Regions from separate parts of the Gossypium arboreum genome. Here region 1 is linked to region 2. A link is a contact called in public Hi-C data. All regions are on one chromosome and are shown on one strand. Each heading gives the region's core, a stretch centred on a gene start, on an enhancer-like site or on the middle of the called end of the contact. The rest is flanking DNA. Distances are from core to core; before and after follow the strand shown. Region 1 holds the start of LOC108474058 (F-box protein SKIP17). Region 2 has its middle 14 kb from the start of LOC108472513.

What was found. A called contact is a pair of places that touch in the nucleus more often than the background predicts.
Region 1: a contact with region 2 is called in a Hi-C map of leaf, with 1.9 times the contacts expected there. The contact joins the promoter of LOC108474058 here to the enhancer-like site in region 2. A contact is called at or near these places in 4 of 5 Hi-C or Micro-C datasets (all in leaf).

Annotation. Positions count from the first base shown.
Region 1 is chr11:13,983,604-13,990,194 of ASM2569848v2, reverse strand. It overlaps LOC108474058 (F-box protein SKIP17), which reads right to left and starts at 5,242. Exons shown (of 13, transcript XM_017775946.2): 1 at 4,745-5,242; 2 at 4,497-4,672; 3 at 3,939-4,133; 4 at 3,738-3,848; 5 at 3,218-3,303; 6 at 3,026-3,147; 7 at 2,699-2,763; 8 at 2,522-2,594; 9 at 2,364-2,426; 10 at 2,212-2,276; 11 at 2,058-2,132; 12 at 1,648-1,919; 13 at 696-1,254. The coding sequence starts at 5,080. The coding sequence ends at 1,703. It overlaps LOC108474059, which reads left to right. Exons shown (of 3, transcript XM_017775947.2): 3 at 469-629. The coding sequence ends at 552.
Region 2 is chr11:13,900,321-13,906,677 of ASM2569848v2, reverse strand. No RefSeq gene overlaps it. Among protein-coding and RNA genes, the nearest start is that of LOC108472513, 14 kb to the right of the region's middle. Within about 2 kb of position 4,852, at least 2 of the 2 cell types and tissues checked have an H3K27ac peak or open chromatin away from gene starts, as enhancers often do. A contact at or near this core is called in leaf, where this site is marked.

The DNA.
Region 1 (6,591 bases), core at 3,993-6,492, 83 kb before region 2:
ATTCTTGATTCTACTTGGAATTATAGTTTCTTTCCCTTATCATCATATGAGCAAAAAATAAATAAATAAATTAAATTTTGTAGATATTTCGATAGCACGCAAGTTACTGACAAATTGTCTTCCCAGTTTGGTTGTCCTTTATTGATGAAGTTTCTTGCAGTTGAACTAGAACAAAACATCTTTTAGAATTAAACCTATAAAGATTAAAGCCTGGTTAAGCCAAGATCTACTGACTACATCTTAGAAAAGAAGGTTTTTTTTTTTTTTTTTAAATATGGAAATGCCTATGGTTTTGACTTCTAAATCTGAGGCATCATTGGAAATTTTGCGAAATTTACAAACAATAGGTTGCCTGGACTTGTTAAGAGCTTTAGTCATGCACATGTATACTGTATATTCTACTTGTCGGAGCTTTTATGTTTTGTTACGGGAAAACACTAAAATTTTAAACCTTTATTTTTATGTCAGGCTTATATGGAAATGATAGCCGAGCGACGAGAGAGGGTGGAGAATGGTGTAGAAGATACATTTGGAATGAGCAAGAATCAATGATTCCCCAGATTCTCTGCTTGTATGTATGTAGATGTTCCATTTATGGTTTATTGAATCAAGGTGCTAGTTAACATCAAGCCCTAATCATTACTATTTTTTAAAATTTATTTGCTTAAAAAATCATGACATTAACAAGATTGATATTGTTGTGATAAACAATAAATGTTTAAAAGTTTTTATACGACAATTAGAGAGAGCTCATAAACCAGAGGTGTTGAGATGATGGTAACTGTGACAACTGACGAGGAGCAATTATAGGCTGACCAAAAGTAAAAATGGTTTGCTACAGCCTAGAAAGAGAATCGAAAGATTTATCCAATCCATTTCGCTTTGCCATCTACAAATTCCTTTCGGCAATTGGCGAAACAAACATTTCAACAAAGGCCACATTCCATACAAATTTCAACAGCAAGAGCTTGAGCGTGGACTGCCCTTGCCCGCTTCCATCATCTACTTATGTTTATAGCTGCTGTTGAAGTAGCGGGTACAAAGAGGGGGAACAAAAGGTCCCCAGAGGCTTTAGCCTTTTCTTTTATGATGATAACAAACTCAGTGAAGTGGATGAAAGCAGCATCGGCTATGTCAGCAGCAGCGGATTATCATAAAGGACAATAAGGATGATATACTGCCGCTCACAAGTCACAATGCAATTCGTATTTTGTCCACCTGTTCAGCTTCCACCCTGAAAAAGCCTCCCTCCTGCTAAAAAACACACCTTGTCAAAACAGACATTCATTCAATTTACAGGAACATCACTATTTCCTATATCATTCTTTTGTATTCTTTAATACCCAGAAATTCTCCCTAATATCAAGAGTTACTATGAGTCAACATCTAGCAGTTTCAGTTTGATAGACGACTTTGTCAAGCATCAATACTCTTCTCATTGATAGGCAAACGTTGTCAACCATGATAATTTCAGAATATAAACCATTCCTAGTTGTCAACAAGCAAATCTATAAAATCTGTTGTTCATGAACATGGAAGCATCAATACTCTTCCCAATGGTGAGAAAGAAATATGAGAAGTATTTGGCAAAGCTAAACAATCTATCAACTAGCTGGTTAATCATTTTCAAAATCTAAAGGAGATTACCAATGCCAGTTATTTAGTGACAGCAAATTTCATCCCGCTTAGCATGGCAGTTCTTCTAGACAACCAGAAAATCCACCTCATCTGAGCTTTCCTCATAAATTACAAAACCCGAAACTTGATACTCCTCATTACCGCTACCCTGATCACTATTATAGCTGCTCTCTGATGAACTCATAAGCAATGAACCATCAGATGTATGACTACTCAGTTGGGATGGCAGACTGATTTCACTGTTAACATCACTATCAAACATGTGGTCTATGTCAATATAGCTGCAAGGACAAAGAAACCCAAGTCAAAATCAAATTTCATTTCCCAGCACCTTTCAAGTTATCTTAAAATATTTATTTCAGAACAAAAACACTAAGAAAATGAAGTAACCACTAAATTAGTTTAAGGATAGACCATACCATCCTTCTGATGGAAACTCGGCCAGCAAACAAATATTTGGTCTTACTTCCAAAACCTGCTTTAAGGGAATAATGCTGCAGAATACACAACATTAGATATTAGTAAAACATAAAGCAATATCAGCAGTTTAGCAGTCTCACAGAATTTATTTACCTCGAGTTGTAAGATCTCTGATACCAGTCACCTTCAGAAGCTAAACCTTCCCTATTAGATATGTCCTACGGGATGGAGGTAGCCAGAGTCAAAACCAGATTCAGCATCAAAATGGATTATGGAAATGCTAGTCACCTATCAATTTTACTCACAAGATATCGAAGGAACTTAAAATCTCCTGCAAGAACTGCTGTCAAGAACCGAGCAACTTCCACCTGCACATGAGAAGTCAGACTGGAGAGAGACAGACTGAGACAGAGGGGAAGCTTCGCTCTAGGGGAAGAGGTAGGAGGTTAGGTTCAGACCTCACCTCTTTGAGATGCATGCAGTCCCTTAAAATTAAAACCTCTAGTAGATTCCCACCAAAGCCACTTCCCAAATTCCTGATTAAAAGTAGAACAAAAATCTCATAATGCACAAAAGGTAAGTTGCAAAAACAGGATGTTAAAGGATTTTCCTAGGTAGGGTTGAAAAGAGCTGCATGGACCTCAAAAATGTTCCGCTGATCAAGTAAGAAGTTGAAAAATCAGCATATTTAAGTTTCCGGAATCCCTGCAAGTAATATGAAGGATTAAACTTCTCAATTTACATTCAGATCAAATTTATAACAAATATTTAAGACCATTGCTCATTGCAACATAATCAAATAAAATCACAACTCTACCAGGCATACAACACCCACTCGACCAGAAGTCAAGATATTTATGCAACCCGACCCTTCCTAATACCTTCAAATCATTGAGATTATATGTCAATCACAACTTAGCAACTCTGGCCAAAAAAAAAACCTTAACAACATAAAACAAGTGCATACCTTAACAAGAATGCGAACTTTATAATCCTGAAGTTTAAAACCTCTCAGCGACAAAGAAGAAATATTAGGACAATTGTTCACCAAATCCACACATGTCGGCGATTTCAAGCTGTCATCCCTTCCTGCATTATCATGAACTTTGAGCAGGTGTGTTAGAGCACTTAAAGACACACTCATGAAGAGAGTCCATACCTGTTTTAGAAGACTCGAAGAATAAACGCTCTATCAAGTGACAATTTGAGCTCACTGATATCAGAGTTTGCCTCAGCTCAACATGACTGCATCAAAAGGAGGGTGATTGAACAAATTTGAAAGTTAAACAAAGAAGAAAAAAAAAGAATCAGCTACTCTGCTAAAACAATACTGGTATCACAAATAATTGCAAAGCAAATTGCATTAAAACTAACAAAACACAAGGATAGAAGTACTTCTTTAATTAATACAGAATGTTACATTTAGTATTGACATCAGTATGCATATTTATGTTTGTGCACATGGAAAATCAATCTTTTTGTGACTGTTTTTTTCTTTGATTTGTCGTTCCATATTTTTCCATATGTAGGAACAACTTTAAAGTTGTAAGTTTTTACCGCTTGTTATATCATCCAGCTGCTATAGCGCCATACTGCATGCTCAAGCCAACAGAGAAGAAAGGAAAAGGCAAAACGGTAGGGCTGAGAAATGTAAAACCAGCTTAAATAGAGACACTTACAGGCCAACAATTTCCAAATCAAGTAAAGAAGGGCAAGCAGCTAATGCCACACAAAATGATGCATTGTCCATTCTTTCAATATTGTAAAGATGCAACCTCCTCAAAAGAGTCCTTACAAATGAAAATACCAAATGATAAGAACAAAATGAACTTATTACATAAATCACATTCTAAACAAGAAGTCAATGCATTCAACCATACCCAGCGGCACCATTGTCCCCACTTAATGGGTATAAGCAGGACCTTGTAAGAATAGATGATTCCTTCCCTTGCCTGGTCTTTTTGTCGTTCCAAGAAAAGCTAGATACATCTACAGAATTCCTGATGCTATAAACCAATGGTTGGCAGGAACCAGGAGACGACGTTGGGCCAGGTACAATTCCAAGCTTAAGAGATCTAAATAACCATTCAAAACATGGTAAGTAAGAAGAAATATAGCAAAATAAACAACCACATTTAAATACAAATCAACTAGCTAATACTAAGTCACATTAATCTTTTTTCATAATATATAATATAAAGGAAATGGCAAGAACAACTTCTGAGTTACTAATTAATGAACTCTGTAAAAATATTTTCAATATGTCAAAGACCATTTTTTTTTTTATAGAAAGTATGTCAAGACTGAAGATATTATAAGCGATAACAACACTTTTTTGCAACGAAAAAGGTAACTTAAGTATCGGTTTAAGATCCTGTATTTATTACTTAATTTAAATGTTGAATTGCAATAGCGAAAAAAATGGAAGGAAATCTTACCGGAACGATTTTCCGGCTCGTTGGATCATGGTGGAGACAACGGCATTATTAACCTTAGGCACGACAGTGGTGAGGTCAATATTGGCATAGCACAAAGGATCCATGGCACACTTGTTAAACATCGAACACGTTGCCGCGGCGTAACAAAGACTCTGCGAATCTAACATCGAAAACACCTGCAATAAAAAATCACGAAAAAAGGAAATCAAAGCCGTCGATGAAAAAATGTGGAAGAAGATGGTATTTACCTTGATGGTGAGATCAGGAGGGAGGGCCCAGGCGATGGAGTTATGAAGCGAAGCACGTTTCCGAGCAGAGCGATTGGCGGCACGGAGGAGAAGGGAACCGAGATTGTGAGCACGATCGATCAGGAGAGACTGATCAGCGTCGGAAGGAGCAGATTCGAGGAGGCGGTCGAAGGAAAGGTCGAGGGAAACAGGAGGAGAGGAATCGGAGAGAGAAAGGAAAGAGAGGAGGAGGTTGTCCATCTGAGAGAAGGAAGAAGGAAGCATAGGGTTTTCGGCGGAAGAAGGGCAAGGGCGTTTGGCCATGGAACTTGTTGAAGGGTGGAGGAGGGTATCCATAGCGAGTGGTGGTGGATGTAGGGGAGAGAGAGAAAAGAAGGTTGAGTAGTATTGGTGAATCTTTTTTTAAAGGTGATAGATTGAGCGGAGGGTAGGATTGGATGACACGTGGCGCTTTACGTGGGAGGATTTCTGGGTTATAATGTTTTTGGATGGTGGATGTACCACCGTGTGTGTATTTGTCATGGATCAGACTAAAAATGTTGAAGGGTCGGGTCGGGTCGGGTCGGGTCGGGTCGGGTTTATATCAAATCCAAGGTATATAAATTAAAATTTTTAAGTTTAGATTTGCTCGGTTCAAAAATAGGTTTATTTTTATTTAAACTCAATTTAATTTAAGAATAGTAAATTTGGGTTCGACTTGATTCATCTCAGTATTTGATTAATTTAAAAAGGTAAATTTAGGTTCTAATCTTGGTTCATCTATATTTAATTTTTAATATTAATTTTTATTTTAAAATAAAATTTTTAAAAATATATAATACACTAAAGTTAAAATAAAAACTTTCTAACACATTAAAAAATATTTATATTAAAAGCGATACCATAAATATAATAAATCTTTTATTATATTAAAAACACAAATAAATATAATAAATGTTTTAGTTATTTAGTTGGGTAATTTTTTTTTAGGTTTTGCTTAATGGGTTTAATTGTTACTGTATTAGTGATTTAATATAAATATAAATATATATATATATATATATATATAATTATTACTTAATAGATATAAGTAATTTAATTATTTTTATAACATAATATATTTTGGTCGAGATGAGCTCAGGCTAAAAAAATCTTGCCCAATCCCGACCTATATAGAAAACAGGCCTTAAAATTTACCTAAGCCCTTTTTTCGGGTGTCACACCTCGAAATATTAAGTTTAAGTTGGAATGGTGATTTTGGATACTAAGTTGAAAAACTTACAAATTGATTGGGCTCTAATGCAAATAAGAGAGATTTGCGAACTAGTTGTGGAAAGATTGGATTTCAACTACAGTTCGATTACATTTGAACTAGAAAGTTTCTTAGTGGGACACATGATGATTATGGATATATACACTTGGTTGTTGAATTGATACCGGTGAAGAAAGTGTGGGAGTATTATATAAGAGAGAGAGAGACGTTGTTCTCCAGGCTATTATTTCATTTTTCTAATCTTCTTTCATCTTCTTCTCTGGTCTGTTCTGGAAGAAAGAAGGGTTGAAGAGCATTATGAATGGAGGGAAGAGACTGAAGTGTGAGCCTAAGAAACTGGAAATTTTGTAAGCTGATAAGTTTCCTAATCTCTTCATATGAACGGATATAAGAAAAGGAAAGAAAGTTAAGGATTTCAGTTATCCATCAATTTTATTCTTTTTGGATAAGATTGTGGATAATCATTTAAATGACATTTGCTTGCAAACAAAGTATGGTTCTTATAATAATGAATTATCTTTGTTGGAAATTCTGAAATGGTTGATGTTTTGTAAGTCGGAGGCTCGGGTAGTAAGGGAAAAGTTAAGTAGATGAA
Region 2 (6,357 bases), core at 3,603-6,102:
ATAATTGGTATTATGTATCTTTTATTGGCATATGCACTCAGTTTACGTGGATTTATCTTACTCGTCAAAAGTCTCAGGCTGTGGAATGCTTCGTTCGATTTTAAAACTAGTTAAAACTTAGTTTGGCAAAACTATTAAATAGTTTCAAAGTGATTGGAGCGAAAAGTATTGCGCTTTCTCGTCTGTTCTAGCATCTCAGGGGATAATTTACCGGTTGTCTTATCCACATAATTTCAACAGAATGGAGTGGCTGAGCGCAAACATCGTCACATTATTGACATGAGTCCCATGCTTTTAGCTTAAAAGAATCTTTCTATAGAATATTGGGGCTATGCATTTTGTTGTGCTGTTCATCTAATCAATCGTTTTCCTACCTTAGTTCTGAAAGGACAAACTCTATTTAAGGCTCTTCATGGACAAGAACCCACCTACAATCATCTACGGTTATTCGGGTGTTGTTGTTTTCCTTATTTATGTTACGTCCATTTCTACATCATAAATTGGATTTTCGTTCTCAACCCTCTATTTTTGGGGGCTATATTTCTCAACACAAGGTGTATCAATGTCTTCTGTCGAATGGTATGATTGTTATTTCACGTCAGGGAAACTATTTTCTGTCTACTGAGCTTGCTACAAAGGGTTCTATTCTTATGAATAGTCAATCTGTCTCCACATTAGTTCCTCTTGTCAAGAAAGTCTCTTCTCGGCCTATGGAGTTCTCAACCGCTCAACCTTCTGAGTCGACTTCATACCCTACTATCTGCTCCTCACCTTCTATCTCTGGTGTCCTTCAGGCGGGTGTTGGATCTGACCGTGAGCCACATAGTTCTTCTTTACCAAATGGTGCTAATGTGAATAATAGTACTGATGTTAATAGTGCTAATGTTCGTTGCTCCACAGAGCTTGCTGACAGTATTCCGTCCTCTCCTAATATTCAGGCATCTTCATTGCCTGTGACTAATAATCACCCAATGGTTACTCGATCTAAGGCTGGTATCTTTAAGCCCAAAGTTATGTCCGTTGAAGCTTTAGAACCTTCCATGATTCAGGAAGCCTTTTCTACTTCGGAGTGGCGTGCTACAACTCAAGCGGAGTATGATGATCTCATTCGTAATTCTTCCTGGGATCTTGTTCCATTACCACCTAGTCGCTAGATTATTGGATGCAAATGGCTTTTAAAAATCAAGAAAAATCCTGATGACACTATTGCTCGAAGAAAGGCTCGGTTAGTTGCCAAAGGCTTTTCTCAGGTGCCTGGGTGTGATTTCAAGGAAACATTTAGTCCGGTGGTTACACCTGCTACTATTCGGGTCATTTTTTTGGTTGCTATTTCCAAAGGCTGACAGCTTCATCAGGTCGATGTGAACAATGCCTTCTTAAATGGCGATCTTGATAATGAAGTGTTCATACAGCAACCTCCAGGATATGTCCAGTATGATTCGAATGGAAAACCTTTCGTATGTCGTCTGAAGAAAGCTTTGTATGGACTCTGTCAGGCTCCACGTGCTTGGTTTGAGAAACTGAAAAGGTTTCTCATCTCTGTTGGCTTTATCATATCTAAATCTAATGCGTCTCTATTTGTTAGAGTTACATCTGATTCCACTCTTTGTGTTCTTGTGTATATGGATGATATTATCATAATTGGAAGTGTGCCTACCTTTATAACTTGGTTTATTCAGCAGCTAAACGAAGAGTTCTCACTTAAGGATATAGGTGATTTTTACTATTTTTTCGGGACCGAATTACTCGTTCTTCAACAGGGTACCTCCATCTTTGTCAGAAAAAATATATTTGCAATCTTCTTGACAGAAGCTCTATGTCTCATGCTAAGAGTGTTCAGACTCCAATGATTCGCTTGTCTACAATGTCTAAAGATGACAGTGATCGTTTGTGTGATCCGACTGAGTACAGAAGCCTTACTGGTGCACTACAGTATATGGTTCTTACTCGGCCTGATATTGTATATGCAATGAACCGGATTTGTCAATTTATGCATAATCCTACTACTGTTCATATGGCCATGTTAAAATGGATTTTGCTGTATTTATGTGGCACACTTGATTATAGGATTGTTTTTCGCCCGTATACTCGATTATCTCTAGTTGGGTATGCAGATGCTAACTTGGGGTTGGATTTTGATGATCGGCGGTCTACATCGAGTTACTGTGTATATTTTGATCACATACCCATATCGTGGTGTTTCAAGAAACAACAAATGGTCTCACGATCCACGGCTGAGGCTGAATATTGGAGTCTTGCTTCAGCCACCAGCGATGTTACTTGGTTAATTTCGTTACTTAAGGAATTACAACTTCAATCCGATGATACTCCTAATATTTGGTGTGATAATTCTAGTGCAGTTGCCGTTGCAGCTAATTCTGTCTTATATTCCAAGTTCAAACATGTCGAGCTTGATCTGTTCTTTGTTCGCGAGAAGGTTGCTGATGGCTCTGTTGTTGTTGGTGAAGTTCCTGTGTGTGACCAGGTTGCTGACATTGTTACCAAGCCACTTTTTGTATTGTACTTTACTTGTTTTCGAAATCTTCTTCGGGTCTTACCTGTCGGGAAGATGGATGAATGTTAAGGAGTTAATCTGTGTAAGCTAGTCTATTAGTTGTAGTTGATATTCAAGCAGTTGAAGTTGAGCTACAGTTAAACTGTTAGCAAGTTGTTAGCAAGAAGCAATTATTCGTAGGTTCTATAAATACTATAATCATAATGTACAGAAGCAGATTAGAAGTACAAATACAAAATATTTTCTTCAAAATTAAACATAGTTTTCTCTCTATTCAATTTCAGTATAGCTTCATTTACAATTCACAAACTTACCGTAGCTTTCAAAATATCAGAAGCTTAGTTCATGCTACTGGGAATGGAGCAATGCCAGCAGTGAGTTTCAGAAAATTTTGACATTATAAAGAGATGCTGATCGCATTTGTAAATTATCTCTAGTTCTTATATTTTAGCAGAACTCAAGAAGGGGTGAATGCACATATAATTAAAATTGGTTTTCGTAGTCTTTTATCATATCAGATTGATGTTAGACCTCTTTTTTTGGTCTCAAGAGTGGCATGAATTTTGTAATTCCTTAAATTTCAGTCCTCCTTTTTACTTTTTGGCATCTTAGATAATTAAATAAATTCTTTAATGCAAACTTATCTTGTCATTGTCCTGGAGAAATTATCTACTTAATGAGTTTTTACGCTGTTAAATTTAAAATTAATACCGTTTCAAGACATTGTCTTCTCTAAAGTCTCGAGCAAGTTAGATCACAATGGAATCTATACCATTTGAAGCAATGAACGTGATACAATATGTTGTTATCCGACTTTACTTGCATTTTCTGTTTCTTTTTTTAATTTGTAATGAGCGAATATAATACAAGACTATCATGAAGAATGTCATCAATCTCCAGGTTTCTCCTTCAAACAAGTATGCTGTTACTGGGAAATTTTAATTGCAAGTCAATAAGTTTTATCTGAAACCTATTGAATTGGATAAGGGGCATTCGAATAGAAAGTCCTAGTCTTGAACATGTTTGTTAACTCCACCCTGTTTCTCTTTTTCCATAGCATTTTGCATGTACATTCAGCTTGGCTGCCATGTCTTTCATTCTTGTCAAGTTAACTTCTATCAACTCTTCAACAGCCTAGTTTATATGCCTGATAATACATCCATGCTTGCTCATGGTAGGAGGGAAAATAGGCCCTGTCCTAAACTTTGAACTTGCCAGGATGCTTATATTTTTCCATAGAAGGACAGTGGCAGAGATTTGGAGAGGGTTCTCGATATTGTGCATGTCAAATATGAAATTTCTTGAACATATCCATTAAACCAAATTGTTTCAATGGAAAAATGCTTCCAAAAGTGCCAGTTTTCACAATGATGCTCTCTCATGTCCTGCATATGTTTGTGTATGGAAATGTGTATAAATGCAAGAAAGGCTCACCGACCTTTTCATTTCTACATCTTGGATATGTAATATACAGACGGGTACTATGCTATTGTTCTGGAGAGGAAGTTGGGCTAGGTAAGTGGATTTGGATGTCCAACTAGTACTTTGTTTTTTTCTTTTTTGGTCCAAGTATACTGCCTCTTACATTTTCATTTTGTGGTTTCTTTTAGAGATATGAGGAAAGCTTTATCTAGAGATGTTATAAAGAAGTCAAATCATCCCCCTAAAACGTCCAGTTACACCTGATGAATTGGAGTGTGATTAGATCCGTTATCCACGGAATTTCTCCAAACTATTTCTGATGGTGATGCATCACAACATGGTCATGTTTTTTTCTTGAAATACAGAGGTGGGACATAAGAGAGCTTTAGGTATGTCAAACGTGATATCCAATATCATATTCTTAGTAATGAATTCACTCGGTGCTCTGTATGTGGTCTTTCACTGTCCCTTGTATTTTTGTAACTTCCATTGTTGTTTTACTTTTTATATTGATTTGGTAATTCATGTATTTATAGTGTTCACATATCTCATGTCATAATTGTGTTTTAAGGTATTTAATACATGTTATATATATATATATATATCGACACTTTTATATATTGTCATATCTTCAAATTAAGATGCTTTTGAGTTTTCCTTTCAGCAGATCTCTCTCTAGATTTGCAGTTTTCATCATTAAAAGCGCATGCTGATCTGTTATATATCCAGCATTGCATGTTTATAAAGTTAAGATTAGATTCTTAGAGCTCCCCTTTAAGCTAGCATATCAACCGAGAACCACTTTATGGAGAGTTCAACTGTGTTTATAACATTTCCATTCCTAGAGTTCCCTTTCGATGCTCATTTGAAGAGGGTTCGCCACTTGCCCAACGTGTGGCTTTTTTCAGAATTGTGGGGTACATGCACACAGGCACACCATGAAAGCAATCAACACTATTATCATGAGCCGAAAAATCCAACGCATCTCTTCTTTGAAAACCAATTGTGTGTATGGGTATAGTTTTTGAAGCAAAAAAGTTGTTTGGTTATTCTAGTAAAGATTTGCATCGTTGTCAATCATGAACAAAAGTTGACAGGACCAAAAGTTAGTAACACTTACCGTATTTTATCGAAGAATATGGGTTTTCTGGTGTGTGGTCCAAAATGGGGCAACAATGGTGGAGGCCCCAGGAAGAAGTTGGCCATAAGTTAGAATGTTGTGGGGGCGAGATGGGTCCGGCCTCATCTGCATGTTGGCCGCTTGGACAACAGAGAAACAAGGAAGATGAGGGTGCTCACGTGCCCTCGTCTTATTCAAGAAAGAAATGCTGAACCACTCACAAAGCAGCTGAGCAGACATGGGTTTGATGATTACTAAAATGGGTTTTCGTCCAAACCAGGGTTCAACTTCACTCCTTTCTGCTTTTCTATGGGTTCTTGCTTTCGTGTCAACATTTGGTACTGGAGTTCTCCATAACATTGTTTTGTAGCCGACATGGCATGGAGGAATAATTTCAACTTTAACTCCATACTGTCAACTGGTGCACTGCTGCTTCCTTTTTCGCTTTTTCATGATTCCAGAAAATGCCAAACAATGAGAAGAGCTGATGATGCCCTTGCCAACCCATAAGGAATTAACCAAAAAAATAAAGCCGTTAGAGAATTGTGTGCATGCGTAGTCGTAGACTTGCTTTAGGATCCTGATTCCTACATTTTAGCTATCCATTGTCAATTCCAGGTTCTCTGCTCCGTACAAATTAGTAGATCTCGATTCTGCTGTGCGGTTCGCAATCCCTTTGATTATTACTCATGTGGTCCTCCTCCTGTTTTCTGCCTCAACTCAACCCCAAGTTGTTGAGCGTTTATCATCATCATCATCATCATTATTATAGTTTTTTTTTTCTTTTCAGTTTAGTATGGGAAACTGTAACCCAATTTAAGGGTATTAAAAAGTTTAATTTGTAAAACTTTCAAAATGGTACCGGTGGTTGAATTGATTAGATCACTAGTTTCTACTTTGACTAATTTAATCAAGTTTTTTTATTCAATTGAATAAATTATTTTAAAATTTTAAAAATATAAAATAAAATATTAGAAATAGGAAAAATTGGTTTAACCTGATTAATCATCAACTCGACTAATTTTTTAATTTGGTTTGTATTGATTTATTGGTCATTCGGTCTAACTCCTTATTTCATATCGGGTTTTTTGTTCAATAGGAAAAAGTGTTTTGAAATAGTATGGTTTGTTAATTTCAAGTGTTTGTCATTGCTGTCAAAAATTACTGTAGAAAGTTAAAATATTCATTTTAGACATAATGTTGGAACTTAATAAATAAATAAATTTACACAATATTTAAATAGTTCAATATAATTGTACATTAAATATATATTTTAAATACTTTCTTTGTAATTTGTAAA